Linked DNA regions of Mus musculus: region 1 is linked to region 2. A link is a contact called in public Hi-C data. All regions are on one chromosome and are shown on one strand. The core of a region is the stretch at or near the end of the contact, and the rest is flanking DNA. Distances in the headings are between cores, read along the strand shown.

Region 1 (5,563 bases), core at 1,043-3,542, 82 kb before region 2:
CTGCTGCACCTCCAGGATGAAAGCCCACTGAAAACCCTGTGACAAAACGAAAGACCCAGCAAAGACGCTGTGAGATTGTTCCTTGTGTATCAGGTTCCAAGATTTATCACTTGTACACAGTCCAAAAGCTTTTAAAATAGAGATGCAATATGGGAAATTAAGTTCAGATTTAATTAACATTTACCGAGCCCCAATTACGTGTGAGCACCATGGTACAGGCTGTCTGCGCAATGTGTCTGTTGCGCTAACCCCAGATTTTAAGCTTAGTTTTCTAAACAATGATATCTCTAGTAATATAGTTGTTTATTTTTGGTTTCCCTATGTTAATTCTGTTTTATGCATTATATGTTATATGTTGCATTTAACACTCACAAGCACTAAGTGAGGAACATGTTATTGACCCTCTTTCATAGAGAAAAGGCTATACTGTTTGCCCAAGATGGATCTTTAATGGTAGTGACCAGCATTCAAGGAATGTTCAGTGTTGTTCCCTCTGATAAGTTCTGGATGAGTGCTGACAACATCCTGGTGGCTCTGTATTATGACATCATCCTGGTGACCCTGTAGGGTGACATCATCCTGGTGTGTTAGTGGAGAGACTGAAGCCCAAGAAAATGAAGGAACTTAGCTGTTATCCTGTGGGTGAATGGCCTTTCTCCAGGGCTCGGTACCTTCCTTTTTGTAGGAGGTGTTTAGTCTTCACACTGAGGATTTCAGTCTTGTTATTTGTATCTTTTCTTTTGAGATAGGGTCTCACTTTAAAGCCTAAGCTGCTCTACTGCTCACTATGTAGCCCAGGTTGGCTCAGAACTTCGCAGCAATCCTTTCAGCTCCAGCCTCCCCGAGTACCGGGATTCCAGGCAAGAGTCACCACACGAGCTACCACACATTTTGCTGAGACGATGAATCCTAGGTTAAGGTTATAAAGCTGCAGTCCCGGAATGGGAGTTACAGCCCATCTACCCCTTTCACTTTCTCTAAAACCACAGCCTTGAGCCTTCACCAGGCCAGGAAGGGGTCCTCCCTCCTCCATCTGCATCTGCCTGATGTCTGCGTAGTAAAGAATTCACCTGCTCCCTTCAGTGCCTCTATGCTGGCCTTCCTCCTTTTGGCATCGGTGAGACGTGTGCGGTGGAAATACATTATTAACTGTGCTGTGGTCACGGAGCTGAAGCCCGGACTCCTGTGAGAAGCCAGAGTGGCAGAGCTCAGCAGAGAGGTTCTGTGAAACAATTGCTGTGTAACAATGTAGCGTCTGCCATTCCGCTTGGCGGCTGAAAGCCCCAGAGAACTTTCTTTGGGCTTTGGAGCCTGCCTCTGAAATGTCTGTGATAATGTTCGGTGTTATTCAGGAAGGTATCTCAGAGTTGCAGTGCACATGTGTAAAATGAAACCGTGTATTTTTCTAATAAAACTAAAGCTTAATGGAAGGGTGTGAGGCAGTATAGAAGCTCTCTGGATCTTAGCCCTGCCGACCAGTCATGGTAGACTTCCACGTATAGCCTTCTGAATGGTGCCTAGCTAGGATACTTGAGGTGAAATCTACAGGTTTTGCCAGGACGACTGGCATGCGTGAGAGCTATTTTAAGCAAGCAGGGATGTATAATCCTCTTCCTGCAGATGATGTCTGTATCAGCCACATCTATGCTTGTCATCTGTCAGCCAAGCTACTCTATCATCATCCGATCTCTCATTTAGTCAATTATCTATTCATTATCCATCGAGCATCTATTTATCTGTCATCGTTTACCTAGTCATCTGTCAGTTTTCTGTCTGTATCTAGCATCTGTTATCTATCACTGTTTTTCTAGTGTTTATCTATCCTATCTAGCATCCATACGTCTGTTACCTATCACTTATCTAGTTATCTATCACCTATCATTTATCCTCTATCTATAATCGATTAATTATATGTATATCTATCATTTATCATGTATAATTTATCATATATCAGCTATCCTTTATCAGCTATCATGTTTATCAACTATCTGCCTGCCTGCCTGCCTGTCTGTCTGTCTGCCTGTCTGTCTGTCTGCCTGTTTGTCTGCCTACCTGCCTGCCTGTCTGCTTGCCTGCCTTTCTGTCTACCTGTCTATCTATCTACCTGCCTGCCTACCTGTCTATCTGCCTGCCTGCCTGCCTATGGCCTATCATGCATTTATCATTTATCCTGTACTCTGATGCTCAGCCTCCAGGATGGCTCTCAGTTTCCCAGCATCCCTCTCCCTGGTCCTCGTGCCCTGTGTTGTCTTCTCTCATTCTGAGTGTGGGCTGCATTTAGAGACTCACGTCTAAAATAGAACAGAATACTGCAGAGATGATGGGGCATCCCTCCCTCTGAGACTGGGTTAAGAGCAGCCTATGGCTTCATTTGGATGGCCTCTTTCTCTCTGTTGGATTATTGCCCCACTGTGGGCAATCTAAGGAGAAGCCTGTGCAGAAGGAGACTGAGGTCTGGTCAATGGCCAGGGAAGAACTGAGGCCAGCAGCAGCCCTGGATAGGAGCCTAGAAGGGTGTCCCTTGTTTCTGGAGACTGCAGCCCCAGCGAACAGCTTGACTGCAGTGTCACGAGCTGAGCTGAGCTGAGCTGAGCGCAGAACAGAGAGAACATGAGTCCTAAGGGTGGGGGTAACTTGTTACATACCTCTAACAACAGCTGCGAAACAGTTACAGTTTTTTTTATTAAGTTTACTGTTTTATTAAATTGGATTATTAAACATCAAAGCGTGCAGCCAGTCATTTTGATTGCGTTCTCTCCTCTCCCATCAGTGCACGCTCATTAGTATTCCACCCTGCATGGATTTTACAGAGCAAATCAATGGTAGATGTTTTCCCAGGGTTTGGTCTTTGACTACCCTTGCATTTATGTTAATTTTTTTTTCTATAAAGACTTTAGAAATCATCAGAAAATTGATGTCAGCAATTTTTAAATTTTGTGACTATTTATAAATGATTTACTTTTGTTCTTTTTAAATAGTGTATCTATGTGTGGGTATGTCCCCATGAGTGTGGGTACCCACAGAAGCCAGAGGCATCACCGTGCCTGGACCTAGAGATGCAGGCGATTGTGACCTGCCTGACACGGGTTCTGAGAACTAAGCTCAGGGCCTGGCAAGGGCATTACATGCTTTTCACTGCTGACCCATCTCTCCAGACCTTGCTTATGACTTTTAAACCTTTGTGTCCTAAGACATTTTCATCTAGTATTTTTATGATTGGGCTGGTGACCTATCCTCACTATTCAGTTTGGTGCCACCACTAAAATAAAGCCAAACCCAAAGTAGACCCTTCCCAGGGCTGTGAAATGTCTACCATACTTGATGACCCTCTCTATGTGTGAGCCTAATTTAAAAGTGTGACTTTTCTTCCTCAGGTTTCTTCTAGTTTTCATTCAAAACTCAGACTTGTTCAGTTGCTGTGGCCTTACAGTGAAGTTTTAGGATTCTTGTTGCTATTGTTCGTTTGGGATAGTGGCTGGGCCTGGATCTCACTGTGTAGAAAAGGCTGGCCTCTAACTCACAGAAATCTGCTTGTCTCTGCTTCCCAGATGCTGGGCTATTTTAATATCTGATAAGGAACCGCTTACTATTTCTTGTCATAATTTTCTCTTAGGTGCAATTGAGATAGTTTTTCAACTTCACTGAAACTTCTTGAGTTTCAGTAATTTATTCATTCTTACTACAAAATTGAAACTTCTTGCCTGAGCATAAGATATATTTCATTAATATTCAAAGCTTATTTTACTTCCCTACATAGAGTATTCAGGCTTGTTTTTCATAGATTGCCATAGTTCTATGGAGATAACTTTAAAGGTATGTCAAGCCCATCCTTCACTCTTCTGTGACCTCACCACAAAGCACCCTGCTTGCCCTGCAGTGTCTGAGAGGTTGTTGTTTGGATACTAAGGTACTGACAGTTATTTTCATCCAGCTCTCTCATTAGAAGTCTCACAGTAACAGTTTCCTGGCTCGTCCCTTCCAGTTTGCTAGGAATAGACTGATCTGTGTACGTCGTTTGTAAATGGCGATAGTTTCCTCTTTCCTCACAGTTGTTTCTTATGCTTCCCTGTTCTTTAATGAGGACAAGTTTGGTGTTCCCTTCTGCGTTTTTCATGCTGAGTTTCATTACTTTCTCTCCTTACTTGGCTCTCAGTACTCATTGGCTTCTGGCTCTGTGACCCTGAGTCAACGGCTCACTTAAGGAACAGAGTAAAGGTTTCAGAGGCAGAGAAGGGCTGAGCAAGGGTTCAAATTCAGGGTCCTCTGCTCCCAGCTCACTCTCTGAACACTGCCCCGTGCAACCTAAGTAGAAAGGACGTGGGGCCAGCAAGGTGGCTCAGCGGGTAAAATGGCTTGTCACGGGAGCATGAGAACCTGACTTCAGTACTGGAAACCCACGATGGAAAGAACTTGACCTCAAAATGCTGTCTTCTCTCTCTCTCTCTCTCTCTCTCTCTCTCTCTCTCTCTCTCTCTCTCTCTCTCTCTCTCTCTCTCACACACACACACACACACACACACACAAATACAAACCCAAAAACAGGGCTGGAGAGATGGCTCAGCATTTAAGAGCACTGACTACTCTTCTAGAGGTCCTAAGCTCAAGTCCTACCAACCACATAGTGGCTCACTATCTGTAATGAGATCTGATGCCCTCTTCTGGTGTGTCTGAAGACAGCTACAGTGTACTCAACATACATAAAATAAATAAATAAATTTAAGAGAGAGAGAGAGAGAGAGGGAGGGAGAGAGAACTTGGAAATGCCTTTGGGTGCTGGCTGGTTTCTAGCCTCTCTGCATATTGTTTCTGGCTACAGTAAGTCTAGTCACCAAGACTTATCCCAGAATGCAAGTTGCTGCCACTGACTTCATCATAACCACGGTTGCCATTGTGGTGACCAGAAGCATGAGGTGCTTGATTGGCTCTAAGAACTGCAGGTCCAGGCGTGGCACTGTGGCACTGTGAGGTGGTGAGCTCTGGGACCTACCTGAATTTGTCTTCCTTGACTGTTCTGAAGTGTCCCCCCCCCCCCCCCCCCCCCGTCTCCTGTTACACTCTCCTGTGCTTCTCAGCCATTAGGCAGGAAACAGCTCCCTGGGAGAGGCTGAAATTAAATGGATCCGACTTCTGGAAAGGTCATTATTTTAGGAGGGGGAGCCCCAGAGAGAGGGAAGGAAAACAGCTTAGATCTTTGTGGAGGAATGGAAAGCAAGAGGCAAAACAGACGCTGTGCAAAAGACAGGAAACTAGTCTCTGCTTAAGAACTTGGTTTGCAAGGCCGGGGAGATGGCTCTTGGTTAGAGTGCTTGCTATGCAAACATGAAGGATGGGGTTCCTCCCCCAGAACCCACATAATTGCCAAGGAGATTCAGCAGCTGTCTGTATTTCAGGGCTTGGATCAGGGGACCTCACCAACTCCTGAGCAGAATGGAGAGCCAGACGTGCTATATCTGTGAGCTCTGCGTTCCACTGAGAGATGGAGCCTCAGATCCTAAGGTGAAAGGTGATGTTGGAAGACTCCTGACTTCAGGCCTTGATGCACACACACACACACACACACACA
Region 2 (5,890 bases), core at 3,050-5,549:
TCAGGCCCAAAGATATATTTACTATTATAAATAAGTACACTGTAGCTGTCTTCAGAGAGCAGCAGAAGAGGCCGTCAGATCTCATTATGGGTGGTTGTGAACCATCATGTGTTTGCTGGGATTTGAACTCAGGACATTCAGAAGAGCAGTCAGTGCTCTTACCCGCTGAGCCATCTCTCCAGCCCCTATCCATTCCTCACTTACTCACCAATTCAAAGAACTCCTCGCTCTTCTGTGCTTGGATGTCTGTCTGGATCACAAGCATTACCACTATGAAGGCACTTGAAGCCACTGCTGTCTCTCAGTTGTGCCAACAAGCAGTAAAGTGAACTTTGGGACGCTTTACACAATTATGCCTTATTAGAAACAATTTGGCTGTGTTAAATGGGCCATTTATGTAAATCCATGTAATTATCAATTTAGGAATTGAGGAACCAAAATCATAGTACATTTTTCCTAAGAAAAGAGATACAGAATAGGCCCCTGCTGTTTATGTTGGGAAGGAGTATTTAGCCAGAGCAGAAGGCAGACGTTATCGTTAGATTTCAGAAAGCCACACATAAAATCTCGCTTGCTACGAGAGCCCCTCTGTTACAGGAAGAATCTGTTTTTGTGAATTGTGCTGTTGTTTTGGTTTCAGGGGTTTTATTTGTTTGTTTACTGACAAAACTTTTCTTGAAGTTTTTACTCTGTGTTAGAAGATATAAATGGATCCAGGCATACGAATTGTGGAACATAGAAGGACACATGATGTGGAGATATTTAATCTCAACTAGGGGCTTCTACCCTGCTTTTGATCATTCAGTTCCCAGAAAAAAAGATGAACAACTTTTACGTTTATAATAAGCCTTAATCAGCACAGGTGCTGGGCAGATAACTACCCTCTATGCTATTAGAATCTATTTCTCCATTGATAACCCCACTTTATAATTTGCCACATTCCATCTGGGCAGCGCTTAACTCCAAATGGCTAGACCTCATGGCCTTATTTTTATGACTCACTTACCCCAGGACGACTTCCTTCTTTCTCCCTCCCTCTTCTCCTCTTCAGGGTTCTCTTCTGGGAACCTCAAACCCTACCTATCTCAACTCTACCCCTTATAGGCTACAGGCATCTCTATTAACCAATCAGTAATAACTTGGGAGGCAAGGTCACATAGTGTCACTAGGGTCTATACGAGGATTCCCTGTGGGAAAGAAGCTAGGCTTTAGGGGCCAGTATTTAGCATTCCAATGCAAGCAGCATCTGACCAAACTCACTACAGACACAAAATATTTATACATGAAAACTAATTTGTTATTGGCAAAACAGGTTATGAGGACTCTCTAGCAAGGGTTAAAAACCACAGTTCATTCTCAGATCAAGGGCGGTCAAGATCAAATCTTCCTAAAGGAACACATCCAAATCTTGGCTTGGGTTTTATTTGGGAGTCATCTTGTCTTTGCAAAGATCAGTTAAATCATGCAATCATGATCTGATTCATACTGTGGCCAGATGCAGCCTCGTATTGATGTCTGAGTCCATTCTTCCACACGACTCCCCAGGAAGCCATGTGGAGTGTGATATCACCATGAGCTTGGAGATGATGCCTCAGGAGAGGGCTTGGTGACCAGCAACTCCTCTGCTTTCTCTGGTGTCTACTGCTTCCTTCCAGTGAGCATGACTGACCTGTGTGTGTTTACCAGAAAATGCAGTTTTTTATTACCCATACACAGATGAAAGGGAGATTTTAAATCAATGTGGAGACAGTTCCACCCCATTGGCCTGTTGTGGCTGGAGTCATAAGGCTCAAAAGAAAAAGGAACTGGGGATGGGGGCAGATCAGCTGACAGGTGGGTGGGCAGTTTCATCTCCCAAGGCACATCCATCAGTAGAGAAAATGTAACAGCTCACAGAGACCACGGTATTTGTAAAAACAACCTTTTCTATAAATAAACGATACAAGTTAGACATGCCTTGATGTGGCAGGAGTCAAGTCAGACATGTGGCTGGAGAGGAGAGAACTTACACTGTATACAAAAATCAGATTTCTGACATGATAGTTTTGAACTCTCTCTCTCTCTCTCTCTTTTTTATTTTTTTGGCATTAGAATAGAGACTTTCAGCTGAGGTTTCTTAGTCCTTACTATGGCTCAGGAAGAAAAGCAAAGTCATTGTCTTAGTTTCAGTTCACGGAGGAACTGTGGCCAGAGAAATGAATGACCCTCCCGATGCCCACAGAAAGTCACAGCTGTGGGTGTGAAATAGCCGTGTTTCCCACTGTATACAGTCCTAGGACATCGTAACCAAGAGAAACGATTAGTGTAGGGATGGAGTTTGGGGGCCCAAGTGGGGTGACTGCTTCCTCTCATGGAGAACACATCTCTTTTGGGGCTGGTAACATGGCTAAGTTGGGAAAGTGTTAACCATACAGGCTTAGGGGTCTGAGTTCCACCCCCCAGCACTCAAACAAAAGCCAGGTACGGAGGCATGGATTTATAGTCCCTGTGCCATGAAGTGGAGACAGGAGGATGCCTGAAGCTCCCTGGCCAGGCGGTACAGCCAATCAGTGAACTGCAAGTTCAGTGAGGGACTTTGCCTCAAAAAATAAGGTGGAAAGTGACAGAGGAAGACAGTTAATGTTGGCTTCTGTTCCCACATGTGTGCACTTGTGTATATTCATGTACATGCACATGTGTGCTAGTGTACACACACACACACTGCTCTCACAGTTTGTTGGGTAATGAGCCCTTGTGTCATCACCCTAACCAACCTATCCCTTGGCTACATACACAAAATATTCATGAGTTAGGTTAGCTGACATACGTGGCCCAGAAAGTGCTGCTATAATGTTAATATTTGGAAAATAAAGAAAACCATGGGTGAGCAGCATAATTCATCAGTGTTTATGTGTAGAGCTTGTGGGTAGTGACATAAGCCCTCTACCTCCTGAGCCCTCACGTCAAATTTAACATACTCTGTCCTGCCGCTTCAAGTGCTGTTTCTTTTTTTTTTTTCATTACTTATAAAGATTTATTTTGTGTGAATTTGCATATGTCTGTGTGAGTTTATAAGCATCACATGTGTATGGGTGCCAGCAGAAACCAGAAGAGGGCATTGGATGTCCTGGAGTTGGATTTATATTTATATTATGGGGTGCCACGTGGGTACTGAGTCCTGGTCTGTTGCAAGAGCAGTTAACACTCCTAAGAGCTGAGCCATTTCTCAAGCACACATTTATTTATTTATTTATTTATTTATTTACTTATTTATTTACTTACTTATTTATTTATGACACAAGGTTTCATGTAGCCCAGGATAACCTCAAATTCACTATGAAATTAAGGTTGCGTGTGAACCGTTACCCTCTTGTCTCTACCTCGCAACTGTAGGATTGCAGGTGTATGACACCACACTTTAAAAACAACAAAACAGATACATTCCTTTCTTTTGGTAGATCAGCTACTTCTGTCACTTCTTCTAAAACAGTGTGCATGCACACAACACACACACACACACACACACACACTTACATACACATATACACACACTTACATACACACATACACACACTCTCACACACACACTTACATACATATATACACACACTTACATACACACATACACACACTCACACACACTTACATACACATATACACACACTTACATACACACATACACACACTCTCACACACACACACACTTACATACACATATACACACACTTACATACACACATACACTCTCACACACACACACACATACACACACTTACATACACATATACACACACTCTCACACACACACACACACACATACACACACTTACATACACACATACACACACTCACACACACACACACACCAAAAAACCAAGAACAAACAAAAACAGCACCAAACCAAACAACCAAGCCACCCCCCCCCCAACATTTGATGATGCTAATGGCTAATTCGTCCACTAAAGTGCAAGAAAAGGGAAAGGGAAAGAAAACAGTTACTTGTAAATCAATCGAGCCAACTTCCCTCTTTGTGTTCTAATCACAGACTTGATTTACAAGTGTGTGAGTCATTCTAAAACATCCCTTTCTGCTTTTCTAGGTGCAACCTGCCTCCCTTGTCAAGTGAGTACACCAGAGATGTCGGTTCCAAAACTCAGTTGGTGACAGCTAACCCCAGCATAATTCGCCAGAGGTAAGACTCCCTGGTTTCTCTTTGTGGGGGGAACCAAAGAGGGAGGTTTGCGACATCATTTGCATCTTAAAGGGAGTGAGCATATTTCAGCCTCTCTGCAGACAAAGAGGGAAGCCATCTGGACAGGCAGGAAGGATGGAGGAGGGAATCGTAAATAAACCAGGCAAGTATTACAGGCATCCGTCCTCATCCTAGGTATTTCATGCTTCCTCTGCGGTTTGGCTTCTCTCTGCTAGAAGTGGCGTGAATGACAGGGGGTTGAATATTTTGCTCAGAGCACAGCACAGCATCCTGCCCACTCATTACTACTCCTATGTCATGCGCTGGCACTGGTCCTACTTTGTGATCAGCCACTGTGAACTGACATGTTGAAACAAAAACAAAGAAATGACCAATTTACCACACGCATGCATCAAGACAGCAATGTCTTCAGAATGTACAAGAATGTGTGGTGATGATAGATTGGTTCTGCTTTGTCAGACCTTCCTTGACAGGTGGAAAATCCTTTTTGAAAAATATTAATTAATTAATTCACATTCTAATTTTAGCTTCCCATCCCTCTTCTCCTCCCTGTCCCTTCCTTCTCCCTCCCCTTCTCCCTGACTTTCCCCCCTCCCCTTCTTTGAGAAGAAGAAGAGGCCTCCCATGGATGTCAACCACACTTGGCCTATCAAGTTGCAGGAGTATTATGCACATATTCTTCTATTGAGGACAGCCCAGTTAGGGGAAAGGGATCCAAAAGCAGGCAATGTAGCCAGAGATAGCCCCGCTCCTGCTTTAGGAGTCCCACATGAAGACCCAACCGCAGGACTGTTACATATGTGCAGAGGGCCTAGGTCCATCCCATGCATGCTCTCTGGTTGACAGACCAGTCTCTATGAGCCCCTATGGGCTCAGGTTAGTTGATTCTGTAGATTTTCTTGTGGTGCCCTTGACCCCTCTGGCTCCTTCAATCCTTCCTCCCCCTTTTCCACAGGATTCTACAAGCTCTGCTTAGTGTTTGGCTGTGGGTCTCTGCATCTGTTTCTGGGTGAAGCCTCTCAGAGGACAGTTATGCTAGTCTGCTGTCTGCAAGCATAACAGAGCATCATTAGCAGTGTCAGGGTGTGCCAAGCTGTCAGGAGTGTCAGGTTCTCTGTCATGGCATGGGTCTCAAGCTGGGCCAGTCATTCTCTTTTGCATTAATTCCAGAAAACGTGGCAGCCATGATGGAAGCATTGGGGTCAGTCTCTAGTTGAGGAAGCGCCCAGGTGAACTCACAGGATTTGACAGGAAGGGGAGCACACAGGCACCCCCTCGAGTCTGACCAAGTGCGCTTCAAACTTGTTTCTTCATGTAGCCTTCAAAATCATTTTTAAGATACCGTCATTTTCTTCATTGTTAGCAGTTTTCCTAGTATTGTTAGCAGGAGTTAAATTGTAGATTTTCGGTTCCTGATGGGTCTCTTACATGCTTTATGTAGACGTTGTCAAAATCTCGGAATGTTTTTGGGTATAACATGTCCTCCTGTGAGAACCGAGGCTCTCTTTGAGGTTTCTTTATTAAGTTAACTTTCTGTCACAGAGCCTGCCTTTTAGATTCAAGTAAGTGTTACCGTGTCACTTTGGAATCCTCTCCCTGACACCTAATTATTCAACATAAGAATAAGGTACTGGGATCTGCCAAGAGCCTGTCCCTTGAATAAGATAAAGGCACAACCTGTTTGCGTTTCTTCTAGAG

Evidence for each region. Hi-C and Micro-C count contacts between places; a contact is called where the count stands out from the background.
Region 1: a contact with region 2 is called in a Hi-C map of cortical neurons, with 1.8 times the contacts expected there. The contact joins two enhancer-like sites. A contact is called at or near these places in 1 of 15 datasets of contacts at CTCF or cohesin (CD8 T cells), 19 of 484 Hi-C or Micro-C datasets (CD4 T cells, CD8 T cells, the HPC-5 cell line and 13 more) and 13 of 115 datasets of contacts at active chromatin or transcription factors (CD8 T cells, DN3 thymocytes, bone marrow-derived dendritic cells and 10 more).

The regions. Positions count from the first base shown.
Region 1 is chr6:142,946,015-142,951,577 of GRCm38.p6, reverse strand. All of the region lies in intron 1 of St8sia1 (ST8 alpha-N-acetyl-neuraminide alpha-2,8-sialyltransferase 1), which reads left to right. Among named protein-coding and RNA genes, the nearest start is that of St8sia1, 16 kb to the left of the region's middle. Within about 2 kb of position 2,292, at least 78 of the 459 cell types and tissues checked have an H3K27ac peak or open chromatin away from gene starts, as enhancers often do. A contact at or near this core is called in CD8 T cells, Th1 cells, brain and 7 more, where this site is marked.
Region 2 is chr6:142,866,135-142,872,024 of GRCm38.p6, reverse strand. It overlaps St8sia1 (ST8 alpha-N-acetyl-neuraminide alpha-2,8-sialyltransferase 1), which reads left to right. Exons shown (of 5, transcript NM_011374.2): 4 at 4,079-4,171. Among named protein-coding and RNA genes, the nearest start is that of Gm7457, 55 kb to the right of the region's middle. Within about 2 kb of position 4,299, at least 160 of the 459 cell types and tissues checked have an H3K27ac peak or open chromatin away from gene starts, as enhancers often do. A contact at or near this core is called in CD8 T cells, Th1 cells, brain and 7 more, where this site is marked.